Linked DNA regions of Sus scrofa: all the other regions are linked to region 3. Evidence: chromatin contacts called from public Hi-C and HiChIP or PLAC-seq data. All regions are on one chromosome and are shown on one strand. Each heading gives the region's core, a stretch centred on a gene start, on an enhancer-like site or on the middle of the called end of the contact. The rest is flanking DNA. Distances are from core to core; before and after follow the strand shown. Region 1 overlaps NFIA (nuclear factor 1 A-type). Region 2 overlaps LOC110261418 (a long non-coding RNA gene). Region 3 overlaps NFIA (nuclear factor 1 A-type).

Region 1 (2,775 bases), core at 220-2,719, 260 kb before region 3:
GGCCCCCGTGGCAATTTCTAAATTAAGAGTATTCAATAAACTGCTTGTACTGGTATTTCTTACTGATGATTTTAGTGAACAGCTATCACAGGCAAGATACTCCTTTTCTCCTTTTGAAAAATCAGATTCCAATGCATTTTTTAGTTGATTGGTGACTATCTAAGTGTAGCCCTGGCCTCAGGTGATTCCTGTCTTGCACCCGTGTTCGATTACACCTCACTTAGCGTTGCACACTCAGTGACTGGCCTGATATTCCAGAAGGATAAGTGTCAGTGGTGACTTTGGATTGAGATGTTGCCTTTATGGTTTGTTTCCTGTTTCTGGTCAGGGAATTAGGGTGTTATCTCCCTATAATGTAATTGTGGCCATAAACTTTATCAGGATTCTTTTAAATAAAGTCCAAGTAGGTGAAAGGGAAGGAAAACATTATGATGAAATGGGGAAGGAGGACGCAATAAAGGCTTGACCTTAACCTTGGTCAAAATACGTTCCCTAAGTCTCCTAGAAATCTTGTGTATGTAAGATTTGTATGAAGGGATTTTAAAAAATTATCAAGAGAGCAATTTGTTTTTTAAGGATTTATTTGTGTCTGTTCCTCAGAAGGTATGTTTTGGGGATTTATTGCAAATAATCCTGTTAATCTTTTCCTAGGTATCCTGATGGGCCAGGTGGTTATGGAAGGATGGCACATAACAGGACTATGGAAATGCCATAAATTATTACGTAGTAGTATAAGTATTTGTGGTATCCATGACTAACTTTTAAAATGGCAAAGTTATAAATATCTGTAAAGTCTTTCTGCAGTTGTTACTGATTATTGTGTCACTAATGTGTAAAGAACATGTTTTTTTGTTTTGCTTTATTTTCTGCCCCTTTTATAGATTTTATTTATAAAAGAAAAATTTTATATTTGCCGAAGAGGAGAATTAGGAGGGTGTAAATTAAAGACAAAACTCCCCAATAGGAGAGAATACTTTAAATGTCTTGCAGAGAACGGGAGAGCTTTGCTTAAAAATTTCACCATATGCTAACTATATACAGCACTTCAAGTTTATTTATTGTTAAAGCCTCATGTAAATCACGTCATTCTGAAAGTCATGGAAACTGCACATTTGTGCATTAAACTATGTAAACAACAAAAACTGGTCATCCATCCAATTGTTGCTTCACTTAGTTTGAGTTATAGTGCAATTTTGTGGAGGGTGAAATGGGGATTGCACAATATAGCGATTTCCTGTAACACCTACATTTTTGCTGATCGAGCAAGGTCTGTTGGTATGAGAGCTTAACCTTTATTTTATTTCAAAATGTGTTTTTTATTCCGAGTTCCAGTGGTGCCTATGGTTTCACTTTTCTCCATGAACCACATTTTAAAGCCTGCCCCGACTAAACGAAGGAGTCACATGGTAGAAGAGACCTTGTAGGCAGGCGAATTTCACCTTGGAATGAGTTCAAGACTACTTTGAACCTATCAGTAACATTATTAATAGGGAGAAAGGGCACATGCTAACACTTCAAGTGCTCAAGTGTACATGTCAAAACTAAAGCCTAAAGTTACATGGGCACTTGCCTTATTTATAAAATAGATACATCCTTTGCACAGAGCTTGTGCTGTTCCCCTTTGTCTGTACCTGATCTTCTGTCAGGGGTGCCCAGTTCTTCCTCTGCCTCTTGGAACTCTCCTATCTTCCAGACTGTTTCCTGTGTTTTGAGGAATAAGGCAAGGAATACACTTTTTTTTTCTGCCTCCCACCAACACCCCCCCCCCCCCGGCGCCCCGTGATTAGTTGTCTTCATCCTTTGACCCATCGCACATGGTTTAGCTTGCCTTATGGTAGTTAAGTCTGGTTTGCATTTGTACTTAGTTGTAATGAGAATTGGTCATACAATTGGGGCTCTCTTTTCTTAGTGTTTGAGACAGTTCTTTCTGAAAGTGGATACTCAACAACGATGGTTTGGACTGAATTAAAGAAAAAAAAAAGAGAGAACTCTACTTCAGTAGAAGCCAGGCCATAAAGGGGTGAGGATATATTTGGGGAAATCTGTACGTCTGCAGGATCAAGACCAGTTTCTGGGTTCCAGATGGACTATGTGACAGTCTGGCCTGAGGGTAGATTTTTAAGGTGTGTTGTATTTGTTGTGGTCTGTGAATACTCAGTTAAAAAATTTTTTTAAGTATAGCTGATTTACAGTGTTATGCCCATTTCTACTACACAGCAAAGTGACTCAATCATATGTATATACATTCTTTTTAAAAATATTCTTTTCCATCATGGTCTATGTCAGGAGATTGGATATAGTTCCTTGTGCTATATTTGTGAGTACTCACTTTTGACCAAAGAAGTTGTTTCTTTACATATATTCCTATAAATCCCTCTTCTGTAAATTCTGAAAGGTTTTGTTGTTGTTGTTGTTGTCATTAACTCCCTAGAAATTTTTGAGATGATAAAACTGGAACAGGGGTCCGTCTCTAGTAAGATTGTTCTCATCAAAGTGACCTTCCCTGTTCCTGTAGCCTCCTTGAAGTGGATCTAGTCTTAAAGAAACTCTGATTAGTTTATTGTTTAAGATTCTTATCTACTTAGGCACAGACTCAAAGGACCTAAATTAAACTGAGGGTGTGATTAGTGGACTGGAGCTGGTTAGCTGCTGGACTGTAAGTTACTCAGGCTTGAATTGATTCACACCTCATTCCTTTTATTATGTCTTTCTGCCATTTTCTTGGGCCGCACCCATGGCATATGGAGGTTCCCAGGCCAGGGGTCGAATCGGAGC
Region 2 (2,998 bases), core at 282-2,781, 490 kb before region 3:
AAATTGATTATAAATCTTGCCTAAATTTACCCAGCAGTTATTGGCAATGCCAGGCCTTGAACCTATGCTAATTCCCAGGACTATATAAAGTAACTAACACCTTCCTTCTTTCCTTCTTCTTTTCCTTTCTTCCTTTCCTGCCTTCCTGCCTTCCTACTTTCCTTCTAACAAACACAGCTGAACTCTGTGTGCCAGGCTTCAAGGTGGGTCATGATGATTCAGAGATGACTAAGACACATTACCTGCCCTTAAGGAGACCACAGACTGGCCAGCATACAGGAGAGAACCCAAATATGGTGCAACATGCTTTAGAGTAGACTTCTGTTCAAAACATTGCAAGGGGCAAATGACTTCCTCGGGGAATTGAGGGCTTCCCAGCAAAGGTGGATTTGAGCGTTGAGGGGGGAGAAAGGCTTTACTCTGCAGAGACAAGATAGCTTTCATTCTAAGCAGTTGCACAGCATGAACAAAGACACAACGACCAAAATGAGGTCATTTGTTGTGAGATATATATATATACATATACGTATATCTATTATACGTGATCAGTTATATATATATTACATATATATCAAATATGTAATGGAATACTACTCAGCCATGAAAAGAGTGAGATAATGCCATCTGTAGTAGCATGGATGGACCTAGAGATTATCATACTAAGTGAAATAAGACAAAGAAAGACAAATACCATGTGATATCACTTATACGTAAAATCTAAAATATGATACATGTGAACTTATTTACAAAACAGAAACCAACTCACAGACAGAAAACAAACTCACAGACAGAAATCAAATTTATGGTTCCCAAAAAGGAAGAGGGGATGGAGGGTGTGTATATCCAGATTCATATATATATGAATCTCTCTCACACATACACACACATAACTGAATCACTTTGCTGTACACCAGAAACTAGCACAACATTATAAGTCAACAATAGTTCAGTTAAAAAAAAAAAAAAACCATCTATAATCAGGTATTGACTGTCCCCTTCCCTTTCCAGAAGCACAAGATTGTTCATTATCCTGCCAAACATAGCCGAGCAGAGACAAGCAGAGAGCAGGGCTGGCTCAGAGGACTCGAGACTCCTCGAGGTCGCTGGGGAGAGAGGAAACGTAGGGGGAGGTCTCCGCACCGCTTGGTGGGTAACCAGGGCCTGGTGAGCGTCAGGAGTTCTGTGGGCACTGGCCTGAGTGCAAGCTAAGAAAAGAGCTCGCTGATTGCCGAGGTGATTAAGAGGTCACCTTATTGATTCTCACCTAGCTGGGAACGGACCTCAATAACCAACATCAAGTGCTTTAATAAGAGCAAAGGAAAGATTTACTGGATGCGAGTGCTTTTCATTAGAGAGGACCGAGGGGAAATAAAACATGCTGACCCACCAGCGAGGGGCCATGGCATGGCTCCCAGCCTGGTGACTGCCAACCAGACAGGAAAGCAAGAGGAAGTCAAATGAGACAGCCCCTGGGCTCGTGCTTATCAGAAGTGTTAGAAAAGAATTTCCCCAGATTGCCAGATTGCCTGCTTCCTCTCTTCTCTTCCTCTCTGCACTGCGAACCCTGCCACCCGGGCAGCTGGGACAAGGCGGCTGCCACTTACAGAGTCCCAAACTAGGCACCGGCTCAGCCCCTTGTGTGCACTATTTGTAGTCCTCGCCTCAACTCAACAAGGGATGTGTAATTTTCTCCATATTATAAGGGAGGCAACTAAAACTAATGAAGTGACTCAAATGATGGGGCTAGGGTTAGAACCCGGTCTCTCTGGCACCAAAGCCCACGCTTAAATTTTTCTCTTGGAAATAGGGTTTGTCAGGAATCTACTTTCCTCTCAAGGTTTTGAGCTGAATCCACTCTACTCCATATAAACTGACCAAATTTTAATTTTTATTGAGCAATTCTGTATGTCAGATACCAATAAAATATTACACCCTTTGGTCTTTACAACCAGCTTGGGGGTTGCCCTACTGTTATTATCCCCATTATAGAGAAGGGTTAACTGAGGCTGGGCGAGTTCCCAGTTAGCATGTAGCAAAGTGAGACCTTGAGCACAACATTCTCAGATTCCAGATCCCAAGCTCTGACATCCCAGATGTTCCCTGAAGAAAGAATAAATGAAAGTTATAGATGAACAACCTAAGTTGACCTAGAAAAAACTCAAGGAATGTATCCATCTGTTCAAATACTCAACAAATATTTACTGAGCTCTTACTTATCTCAAGCATTTTTCTAAGCCAAGAGATACAGAAATAATCATGGGAATAACATTCTTGAGTGGGGGGCAGCTTACTATAAATGGGGAACAAATAAGATAAACAAGAAAAGTCCTGAGAGAGGTGAGGACAAGAGAGAAAATAAAATAGGGCATGGTGGATGGGTCTTACCACCATTGGGTGGTCAGATAGGTGTCATCCGAGAAAGTGGTTTATAAGTTTAGGCTTCAGTGCCAAGAAAGTTCTAACCATGCAAAAGTCTAGTTGAAAAGGATTCCAAGCAGGTGAAATAATGCAGAGACCATAAAACAGAAGGGAACTTGGCACGTCCATGGAAGAGGGGGAGGGGGGTTGGACAAGAGATTGTCTGATGGGAGGAGTAGCTGGGCCTCCTCAGGGCTGCCAGGCCATCATAGGAACTGGATTTTATTCTAAGAAGGAGCAGGAGATATGGAAGGGTGTTAAGTGTTTAAAATTATTTGCGTCTTCTAAAAAATAAAAATAAAGTTTAAATTAACAAATTTTTTAAAAAAGAGTAGACTACAGATATTCCTTTGGATGAACATGAGAAACAACCTGGAGTAGGTTATAGTGGCAGGAAGTTACTATTCGAATTATTTTTTAGCAACTCTTTGAAGGTTTTGTGCACTAGAAGCCATTTCATTAAAAAAAAAAATCTTAGAGTCTTGACTCGTGAAAAAAAGGATTTGCATCTTCAAAATATAATTTTGGCTGCTGTTTGGAGGAGACAAGAGAGGATTTAAGGAGACAAGTGGGGAGGCCA
Region 3 (2,861 bases), core at 179-2,678:
GTTCATGGCAGTTCTTAGAAATCAAGTGGTTTATGCACGTGCAAGCAGCATGCTCATCATAATGGAATTAGAAGCATCTTCAGCGGCAAACTGGTCACAAGAACATTCGATGAAATGGATGGATTCTTTAAAATATACATGTTTATCTGCCATCTCTCCAAATAGATGATTTAATCAAAGAGCCCTCATTCCAGAAAAAAAAAAATTTCCCTGTGTAGTTCCCCTAACTGGCTGACTTCCCGTTCTGGAAAGCCTTGGTCAAGTTGCTGGGTTAATTGTCCTGAAGATTAGTGGAAAGTCGAAATAAGGACTAATGGTCAAATTACAGGAGTGGAAAAGTTTAAGAATAGGTTTTGGTTTGGGCCTGAAAGGGTTAATTAAGTTTTTTTCACGGGTTATTAAAGACCCCCAACCCAGGCCTTCAGGAGTCATATTGACACCCCACCCCAGGGCAACTCGCTCCTCTACTGACATGTTGCTGGTCAGAGCACAATAGCCTTCTGTGTCTGCAAATCATTGCTAAAATCATCTCAAGGAAAAAAAAAAAAAAAGTTTGAAAGCTTTAACATTAGACAAAAGCCCAAGAGCTGCAGTGCGCAGCTCAAAAACCCGGAGTCAGCAACTTCTATTGATTAAAAACTAACCTTTAAAGTAACTCTGAGAGTGTGTGGTTAGCATTTAAATTTAAACATGTCATGAGTTGATTTGTGTTACTGAATACCAACTCAGAAGGAGTAACATTCACATCGCATTTTTTTTCTAATTCCCTTAAGCAGCTAAAGTATTTCATGAAATGTCAATAGGGCAAAAGAAAAGGGGGGGGGCGATGCTGGGCCTTATAGTTTTCTTTCCCATGCAAATATTCATCCCCCCCTCCAAAGAAAAGTGTGGAGAGTGAAACACAATAATTAGTCCTTTGTCTAACTTTCCCAAGTGCCCGAGAAAGACAGATTAATTAAATATACAACAGTGTTGGTTTTTGGAGTGGGGGTCTTGCTTGCTGTGTAGGTCATAAATTAGGCAGAATAAATACTTCAGTGTGTGTGCAGTGGGCCTCCTACGTCAGAGCCACTGGAAGGTTGGTGGGAGGAGAGCGGAGGGTTTCTTGCTAATGATAGTCACGTCTGGGTCTGTCTGGTTGCTCTTAGCAACCAGACATGATGTAACACCAGGATGAACTTGAACTTGGGGGACTTGAAAAGAGAACAATAGACCAGAGCAATCAATAAAGCCTATTTCAGTGAAGGATTACAGAGCTGCTCTGGGGTAACCTTGTCGGCAAGGCACACACTGAATAGTAAGATGTGTGAAGAAACTTTCTTCTCCCCCCTTCGCTTTGCTTTTTAAGAGAAGTGTAGAGGCACTGCAGATTTTTGTCGTGCACTGAGGTTGTGTCCAGAAACTGTGTTATGGGAAACTGCTCCCCCTGCTGACTCACTGCGTCCCAGGCGCTTGCTTCAAGACGGAAGGCAGTGCAGTGTCAGATTGGAGAAGTCTGGAGTTTCACAACTTACTGAGAAAGTGTGAGAACAAAAATTGTAAGCATTGTTGCTTGCACCCAAAGTTTGAGACAGTTTTGTTAAAGAGAGAACGCGGCCCTGCCTTTGCTGTCCCGGAGGCGCACGAGAAATACAGTTTGGAATCAGACTCCCTTTTCCTCTCTTTCCCCTCTTCTTTCTTTTGTCCGATTTAGGCAGCGTGTATTTGCCAAGATGATTTCCTCTCAGGACACAAGAGGCTTTATTGTGTTCCTCCAAGCACGTGGTCAAAGAATAACATCTAAAAGTATACAGGATGAGTAGTTTTTCGGGTGGTTTTTCCCCCCCCCCCAGGTCTTCTGGAAATCAAAGGTAGCTTGTGTGACCAGGAAATAGTATCCCACCCTCCATGTGGCTATCATTTTGCCATTTATCCTGGGATCAAATAAGTCGTTGCTTTACCTAATTGAATCTCTTGAACAGCAGATGAGCCTACATCTGACCGAATCAACCCAAATGTAACCCTTTCTGATACTGTCAGCTCAGAGAGGTCGGAAGCAGTCACTTTTGCGGGAGGTTGATGATTGTTTTCTACGAGTATTGATAATCGTGGTGAATTTGGTAGGGTATCTCTGGAGGAATGTTGGCAAAAGCCATACACTTTTTTACTTCACTTGAGAAGCTGACTCTGGTATTCGACCATAATTTGTCACATAATCGGTCCCTTTGTTTAGCTAACAGAGAAAAAAGTGCTGGCATATAAAGTGATGTATCACCAGATTATTGCCCAAAGCTAATTACCTAAGGATTTATGAAAGGGAAGGTAACTGGTAACTGGGCCCAGCAGGTATATGGACGGCTCTAAATAAATGTCAAATGAACAAAAGCATGAACGAGAGCTAGTGCAGGTGCCCTCAATTTTTTTTCCTTTGGAAATCACAGTAGCTAATCAGGTGACATCTTGATACCACTATTATATGTCATTTTTTGAAAACATTATGTTAGAAATATTTAGCTGAGAGGAGCATTTTACATCATAAAATCTACCTCTTGCACAACTAAGGAGGTTGAGCGTAAGAGAGATGCTGTGACTTGTCCGAAATCGCCCAGGTTTCTTGGTTCAGCACTTTTTCTACTTTAGCCCCACTTGCTCTTATATCACTCTTGGTCATCTATGCCTGTTGAGAGAATGCTGTAATACCCTCTCATAGAAAAGATGTTGTGAAATTCATCAGAGAATACATTAATCACAACCCCAAGTCTCTCCCCTCACCCATTCTCTACTCATTCACCTCTTCTTTGTTGAGCTTCTATTCCAGGCACTGTGCTAGGCACCGAGGGGTCCGTCAAAAAGCAGATGATCAAGGAGTTCCCACTGTGGCT

What was found. Hi-C and Micro-C count contacts between places; a contact is called where the count stands out from the background. HiChIP or PLAC-seq counts read pairs in DNA pulled down with a chosen protein or histone mark.
Region 1: an H3K27ac HiChIP or PLAC-seq map of alveolar macrophages shows a contact between it and region 3. The contact joins two enhancer-like sites. A contact is called at or near these places in 2 of 47 Hi-C or Micro-C datasets (embryonic fibroblasts and fibroblasts) and 2 of 2 datasets of contacts at active chromatin or transcription factors (alveolar macrophages and skeletal muscle).
Region 2: a Hi-C map of brain shows a contact between it and region 3, with 6 times the contacts expected there. The contact joins two enhancer-like sites. A contact is called at or near these places in 11 of 47 Hi-C or Micro-C datasets (adipocytes, alveolar macrophages, brain and 6 more) and 2 of 2 datasets of contacts at active chromatin or transcription factors (alveolar macrophages and skeletal muscle).

Annotation. Positions count from the first base shown.
Region 1 is chr6:151,098,430-151,101,204 of Sscrofa11.1, reverse strand. The region is part of intron 2 of NFIA (nuclear factor 1 A-type); the gene reads left to right. Among named protein-coding and RNA genes, the nearest start is that of NFIA, 130 kb to the left of the region's middle. Within about 2 kb of position 1,469, at least 12 of the 83 cell types and tissues checked have an H3K27ac peak or open chromatin away from gene starts, as enhancers often do. A contact at or near this core is called in alveolar macrophages, where this site is marked.
Region 2 is chr6:151,327,159-151,330,156 of Sscrofa11.1, reverse strand. All of the region lies in intron 1 of LOC110261418 (a long non-coding RNA gene), which reads right to left. Among named protein-coding and RNA genes, the nearest start is that of NFIA, 99 kb to the right of the region's middle. Within about 2 kb of position 1,531, at least 14 of the 83 cell types and tissues checked have an H3K27ac peak or open chromatin away from gene starts, as enhancers often do. A contact at or near this core is called in alveolar macrophages, brain and mesenteric adipose tissue, where this site is marked.
Region 3 is chr6:150,837,113-150,839,973 of Sscrofa11.1, reverse strand. All of the region lies in intron 10 of NFIA (nuclear factor 1 A-type), which reads left to right. Among named protein-coding and RNA genes, the nearest start is that of TM2D1, 220 kb to the right of the region's middle. Within about 2 kb of position 1,428, at least 48 of the 83 cell types and tissues checked have an H3K27ac peak or open chromatin away from gene starts, as enhancers often do. A contact at or near this core is called in alveolar macrophages, brain and mesenteric adipose tissue, where this site is marked.